Linked DNA regions of Zea mays: region 1 is linked to region 2. The links are chromatin contacts, called in public Hi-C maps. All regions are on one chromosome and are shown on one strand. The core of a region is the stretch at or near the end of the contact, and the rest is flanking DNA. Distances in the headings are between cores, read along the strand shown. Region 1 holds the start of LOC100277163. Region 2 holds the start of LOC100276927 (CASP-like protein 15).

Region 1 (3,588 bases), core at 432-2,931, 260 kb after region 2:
CTTGTGTTTGGGTACCCAAGGTGCTTGTTTCTAATGTAAAAGGACCCAAGACCGTTTGGGTATCTAAGAACAAGGTCTAAATTTGTTTTTTAGGTTTATGCATCCAGCGAGACAAGTCAGATAATCGATAGCGGGTGCACAAACCACATGACACGGGAGAAAAGAATGTTCTCCTCATATGAGAAAAATGATGATCCCCAAAGAGCGATTACATTCGGGGATGGAAATAAAGGTTTGGTTAAAGCTTTGGGTAAAATTGTTATATCCCCTGACCATTCCATTTCTAATGTTTTTCTTGTAGATTCTTTAGATTACAACTTGCTTTCAATTTCTCAATTATGTAAAATGGGCTACAACTGTCTCTTTACTGATGTTGATGTTACTGTCTTTAGAAAAAGTGATGATTAAGTAGCTTTTAAGGGAGTGTTAGATTGTCGGCTATATTTAGTTGATTTTAATGATAACAATGTTGAACTAGATACTTGCTTAATTACTAAGACTAATATGGGCTGGCTCTGGCATCGTCGACTTGCTCATGTTGGGATGAAGAATCTTCACAAGCTTATAAAGGAAGAGCATATTTTATGAATAACAAATGTTCATTTTGAGAAAGACAGAATTTGTAGCGCATGTCAAACAGGGAAGCAAGCTGGAGTTCATCATCCATACAAGAATATCATGACGACCGACAGGATAACATATAATATACTTTAGATATGACTTTGATTTTTTTACAAATATTTTGAATAAGATAGACTGGTTAAATTGGATAAAAAAGTCAAATAAATTATAAATTGGAACCGAGGGAGTGGCAAGTTATAGTTTTATATAGGTTTATCTTTTTACTATATCTCAAGCATGCAATCTCTGCATGATTAATCTCGTCATAAAAAACATCACAATTGAACAAAAAACTATAGTTGTACATTAATTACAGAAAGTCATGAATCCAAAACTATAATAAAATTGTACTAAAACATATCATATTATATGTTCACTTTTCCTGCCTACTTCTTTATTCTCTGGCTACTTAACAAGTTATCCTTTCAGTATTCAGTAAGCTTTTCCATCCTCTTCATACTGATATTTCTATTGATTGCTTACTGGCCCGTAGCTTGCTATATTGGTGGCGGTCAATCTGCTATTAGATATGACACATGCCATTCGACAGGTAAGACGGAAAGATGGTAAGCCATTGGCTGGACAAGCTGCCCATTTCTTTCATCACCTTCTTGACAAAGATCTTAAGTGCTTTACATCACATTGCATTTGGTCAATATAAAAATGATGGATACATTGGGAGCAAAATTGGAAACCCTAGCTAGTATTTCTTTTTTAAGATTAATAAGGGTAGATGTATTCATTAGAGCTTAACAAAATTAATTTTTCTATTTTACATTTTCTATGATTTACTATGATCTTTCAAAAAATCAAAAAATAAATATAAAAAAGAATACACAATTTATGAAAACAATCAAGAAAGTCATGGTTTTAGTTTTAGACTATCTCCAACAATTTATCCATATTTATGTTCATATTTAAACTATATTATATAAACAGTATAAAACGGTGTAAAATAATGTTTTGAGGGACATATGAGGTCAATATACAATAAAATGAATTTTCGGACCCCAAATCACACCCACGACAAATATCCGGCAAAACCCGACTCCGCCGAGCCGACTTTAGTGTGCTCGCTGACACAATAGACTATTTTGATTTTTGAATAGTACCAATTACCAAACCAGCCCTGACTCCCTGAGGTTTGACGGAGGTTGGGTTGGATGGGTGGCCCTTCCTCTCCCCGTCGGGAGAACGACGGCGAGGGGAGTGGCGGGAGATCTCCGGCTCCGGCGACATGGAAGGAGCGCCCGAGGTCCTTCGACGAGAAGACCAGGACGGCGTGTTGGCGTAAGGCAGCGGTGCTGTCGGGACGGCACCCGGAACGCTGGCGGCAGGACGCCGTGGGCAACGTGGTCTGCCGCCGTTTCTGGGGCTGCCACGGATGCCTCTGCTACGAGTACGACCACATCGTCCCTTTCTCCAAAGGTCTGCCCCCTTCCCCCCCAGCTCTGCTCGGTTGACAGGACAGTCCTCCAGGGTTTACTATCCAAAGGTCTGCGCCCGAGCTCTCTAGTTGCAACAGGGATGACGAAACCCTTAGCTAGACTGCTGGAGGCTCAGTTTCTTGTGCAGTAGCTAAAAAAGCGAGATGGCGAGCGTGATAGCATTTGGGCAGGAGATGCTCTAATGCCTCAACAGGAAGGAAATGACTTGACTTCCACTTTCTCTGAACCAATGCCGATAGTATCTTTATTCTTGGACCCTGTAAGACAAAGATGTTGAATAATTAGATAAAGTCCAGATTAAATTTCGAATATATATCATGACCAAATCAGAAGAACTGAAGTAAAAAGTCAAATCAGATAATGCGTACTGATCAGACATACTAGTTAACGGCGTGGGCCGGAATCAGCAGGGTCGACGAAGTCGAAGCAGCGAAATCAGCAGGGTCGACGAGGTCAGAAGATCACGAGCAGTCGCGTGAGGACGCTTCCCAAAAACCTTATTCGCCCTCTCCCGGTGCAGGATCTCGAGGGCGAAGGGTTCTGGAGACATGCTCTCCTGATCGCAGATGCACGTCTGCGGTCGGGATGAAGAGAACTGAAGGCGGCTCAGCTGTGAAGAGAGGCGAAAGCGAAAACTGGGATGATTTGGATGCTGGCTGCCAGGCGCCTTTTATAGGGCCGAGTCCGCGAACAGATTACTATCTTCGATCCTATCCGCCCGCGAAAATCTCGCGTTCAGTTTAGATTTTATAGCGATCAGTTAGGATTCTCAACTTAATAGCCAAGCAACCAAAAATTCAAACGGCAAAAGGAAGGCGCGCCCCGCAAGGCGAGGGGCCGGATTTCGGCGGACCATTCACGCGCATGTCGTGCGCCCACGCCCTTCGCCCCGCCCCGCCCAGGCGAGGCGAGGCGAGCGAGCGCGCGCGCGTGTGGCTCTCCACACTCTCTCCTCTCATCCATGACTTGGTGAGTGAGTGTGACTTCCATATTTAAGCTAGCTCCATTCCACTAGGACTAGCAATATGGTGCTATTGGTTCCACCATTCCCTAGCCATACACATATATGGGCTTTTGAGATTTTCCTGGGATTTAATTGAGTTTCTCAATTGGGCCTAGCCCATAAATCCTAACAATCCCCACCAGATCTCAAATGCCCATCTGCAGTTTTTGCCACTGTTCACTACTGTTTAATATACTAGTGTTTCAGCAGAGACTGTTAAGTTGAACTTCCGGCTAGAACTCCAAGCTACACCAACCCACAACTTGGACAATGGACTATGCCTTGAATTGCAAGTTTTGTGTGAATGGGTTTCACTTGAAGTCATGACCAGTACTTGGTTACCAGTAGTCCCCTTCTCGGTAGAGCATATACGTCGTACTCCAAGGTCTCTTCATGAGTTTACTAGAGATCAACCAGATCTCATAGACCGCGATGTTAGACAGTCTAACTCATATAGGTGTGTTCTTTCAATAATGTTCTGCAGGACAACATCTTTGCTAATATAAGCCAACAAAA
Region 2 (3,226 bases), core at 68-2,567:
ATTCGGGGAGCGCTTGCATATGGAGTGGCGGCGCTTGCATATGGAGTGGCGGAGCTTGAGCACCAGGACAGGAGAGCCCGCAATAGGAGGCGGAGGACGAGGACTCAGAGGAGGCTACCTCCATGTCGTCGGAGAAGGAGTCAGACTCGGCAGCCATGTCGTGCATCAGCGCATTGAGCAGGAGCTGCATTGAGCAGGAGCTGCATGTTGTCCCCGCCAGTGTCCATGTCCGGCTGACGTGTCAAATGCTTAAACTATTGGGGAGTTAATTATTAGGGATCTACTGTGTGGAGATAAGATTTTGGCAAAATATTTTTTAGTGGAGCCCCCAATACATAGTTTTTAGGAATAAATTTTTAGGAGTTTTTAGGAATAAATTTTTAGGAGACTCTTGGAGTTGCTCTTAGTCAATAGGGGGATTACAACTACCACATTGGCACACCGCTAATCAAGATGGTAAGTATATAAGCTGAAGTGAGATTTAGCTATCCTTCAAAAATAATTATATTATAGAATACTTATTTTTTGCACACATAAATATGCATTCTCCAGTCATCCCACGTAAGCTCCACATAGACTTCACTCGACCACATCACGCCATCTTTTTCTCTCAAAAACGTATGAGAACTATGCCCCGTTATATATTAAGCAGAAGAACTATGCCCCGTTATATAAAAAGGGGTGGTCTTAAGAAGACCAATACAAGAGACGACTCGACTAATACAAGGAGAACCCTAAACCACATCACGCTATCGCCTAGCCCCTACACAAATAGCTTCAATATACCGCAAATACAACTGCTACTCTAAAAGTTCACGCGAAAGACTCCAGAATACTTCGATTTCTAATCCAGGCATACAAAGAACCCAAATAAGTCGGTTCAGATTTTAAAAAAGATGGTATCCACAAGAAAAGGTATTTGTTGGACCTGAAGGCAGAGACGGACGGGAAGTCGTTGGTGGACGCCATGACGGCGAGCGCAGCGGCTGCGAAGAAGGCCTGCGCAAGGCGTAGACCAAGCCCCGCAGGTGTCCCTGGTGCCCCAGGCGGATCCTTCATCCGCACCCCGCGCGGGTGCGCGGCACCCTCCACCTGGGCCTCCGGCCCCTCCGCCGCCGCGGCCGGCGGCGGAGGGGCCGCTTCCACAGGGTGCACCGCCGGCCGGCTAGCCCGCATCGCCTCCGATTCCACTGCACTCGATCAGCAGCAGCTCGCCGTCATCTGATCTCTTCGTGGCAGGGGTGGGATTGGGAATCGAGGGAGCCGGGGTTTGGGAGATTCGCTGTGGGATGGCCGGATGGGGCAGCGGGGATGGAATGAGGAAGAGAAGTCCGCAGTCCGCACGACCACACGGACATAGGACCGCTGTCTCCTCTCCCCTCTTCGAGCGTTTCCCACTTTCCCTTGAGCATGGGTTATTATTTACTACCAAAGCGCTCCTACTTTGCTACCTTTCCATTTATATTCGCCATAAAATATAAAACAGAAAAACATGTATATATTTTATTGTCTAGGTAAGTGTAATCATGGTTAGAATCCTTATTTCTATACTAGGTATGTGCCCGTGCGTTGCAACGGAAATACGCTGGGATGAGTATCGACATATATCTAATCGGATCTTATATTTCCTTGGGGTCTGGAGAAAGTGTGCTCGAAAGCCAAACATGTGAGCTGGTAGTCTGGCATGATACAATCATTAATTCTTTATCAAAACAAAATAATAAGACATTTGATTGCGTCATACTAGACAAAATCAGTTTTTATTAGTTGCAACGTCACCCAACAGAATGTACATGTATACAATACAGCTACGAGCGCGTGAAAGAAAGCTTACTTACTGCAGGAGATTGCCTTCAGCTGCATTGTAGATTCTAACAAGAGTTCCCTTGGTGCTAGCAGTCGCAATGAGCCTCCCATCCTGCGACAACGCAAAGCACGCGATGCGGGAAGTGTGTGCATTGATAAACTTGGTCTTCCTTGCCTTATAGTGTTCCACCCTAACCTGCCCCTTCTAGGCACCAGGGCAAACAAGCACAATGGACCCGGGCTGCTGTGACACGACGCAGAGGCCCTTGGGGTTGCTCAAAGTGTCGATCTGATGCAACAGCTTTAAGATCCGCGAAGTTGTAGACAAAGATTTTGTTCTCGAGCACCACGATGATGCGCTCGCGACGGAGACGAACGCCCCGGACGGGGGAGCGAAAGGAGAGATCCCCGAATGATCGCCCTAGATCATGACTTTGTTGGGAGGGTAATGGGGGTTATCTCCGCCGCCGACGAGCGCGAGTATGTTGCAGCGGAACAGCATCTCGACGACACCGATACCCCCTCCCCCGCCGCCGACTCCGCCCTCGACGGCGAGGTCCCGGCGGAAGATCTCTCGGAAGGGGTCGCAGTTGTAGATGCGGAAGCCCGACTTGGTGCCCGCTGCGAAGCAGCCGTAGTCCTGGTTGAAGGAGATGTGGAGGATGTCCTTGGCCGCGGGGGAGGGCGCCACGGGGGCGGGGCGGGGATGGGTGTGGGCGTGGAGGAGGGCGCCGACCAGACGGACGAGGAGTCATCGCTCTCGCTCTCCTCGCCGCCGGAGGGGTGGGGTCGATCGGGGTGGTGAGGGGCGTCGGCACCGTCTCCGGGACCAACTCTGGCACCTCTTCCTCCTGCTGCTGCTGTAGCAGCAGCGACGGCGGGTCGCCGTAGACTGGTTAGGGTTTGGTGGGGCCAGCGCGGAGGCGGGCGTTGCCATGGGAAGGGCCAAAGTGCAGAATGGGTTGCACGAGTGACCGTGTCACGCGGCTGCTGAGGGTTAGCGGTAGGGACCAAGGGTGGGGTAGGCGTAGCGAGGAAGGCAGCTACCTTTCGTGTCGTACGAGTTGCCGTCACGCATATATTTACGTTGTACGCGCCCGCTTTCTGAATTCTGATAGCAGTTGGGATTTCGCGGAGGTAGCAGTTGGGCAGGGCGGGGGCACGCGTGGATGGTGTGCGGAGGTTTCGCGATGCAGGTTGACGTCGAATTTCGCGGGGAGGGAGAGGGAGGCACGCGTGAAGTGGGGGAGGCAGGGACAGTCTACACTAATGCCTTAATAGTTAGTATAGATAATAGAAATTTCGTTGGACGATACCACCTGTGTTGAAGCCTGTGCGATCGTTATCGAACCAGTGTGTGGAGCCGCAGTTGGAACCGACTAGATTCAGTCAGTATCGCACATCGTTTGTACACAGATTT

Evidence for each region. A called contact is a pair of places that touch in the nucleus more often than the background predicts.
Region 1: a contact with region 2 is called in a Hi-C map of leaf, with 2.0 times the contacts expected there. The contact joins the promoter of LOC100277163 here to the promoter of LOC100276927 in region 2. A contact is called at or near these places in 3 of 25 Hi-C or Micro-C datasets (ear, leaf and tassel).

What each region holds. Positions count from the first base shown.
Region 1 is chr5:40,617,584-40,621,171 of Zm-B73-REFERENCE-NAM-5.0, forward strand. LOC100277163 reads left to right here and starts at 1,682. Exons shown (of 3, transcript NM_001407176.1): 1 at 1,682-2,049. The coding sequence starts at 1,785.
Region 2 is chr5:40,361,138-40,364,363 of Zm-B73-REFERENCE-NAM-5.0, forward strand. It overlaps LOC100276927 (CASP-like protein 15), which reads right to left and starts at 1,318. Exons shown (of 3, transcript NM_001150620.1): 1 at 929-1,318. The coding sequence starts at 1,176. It also overlaps the pseudogene LOC103626262.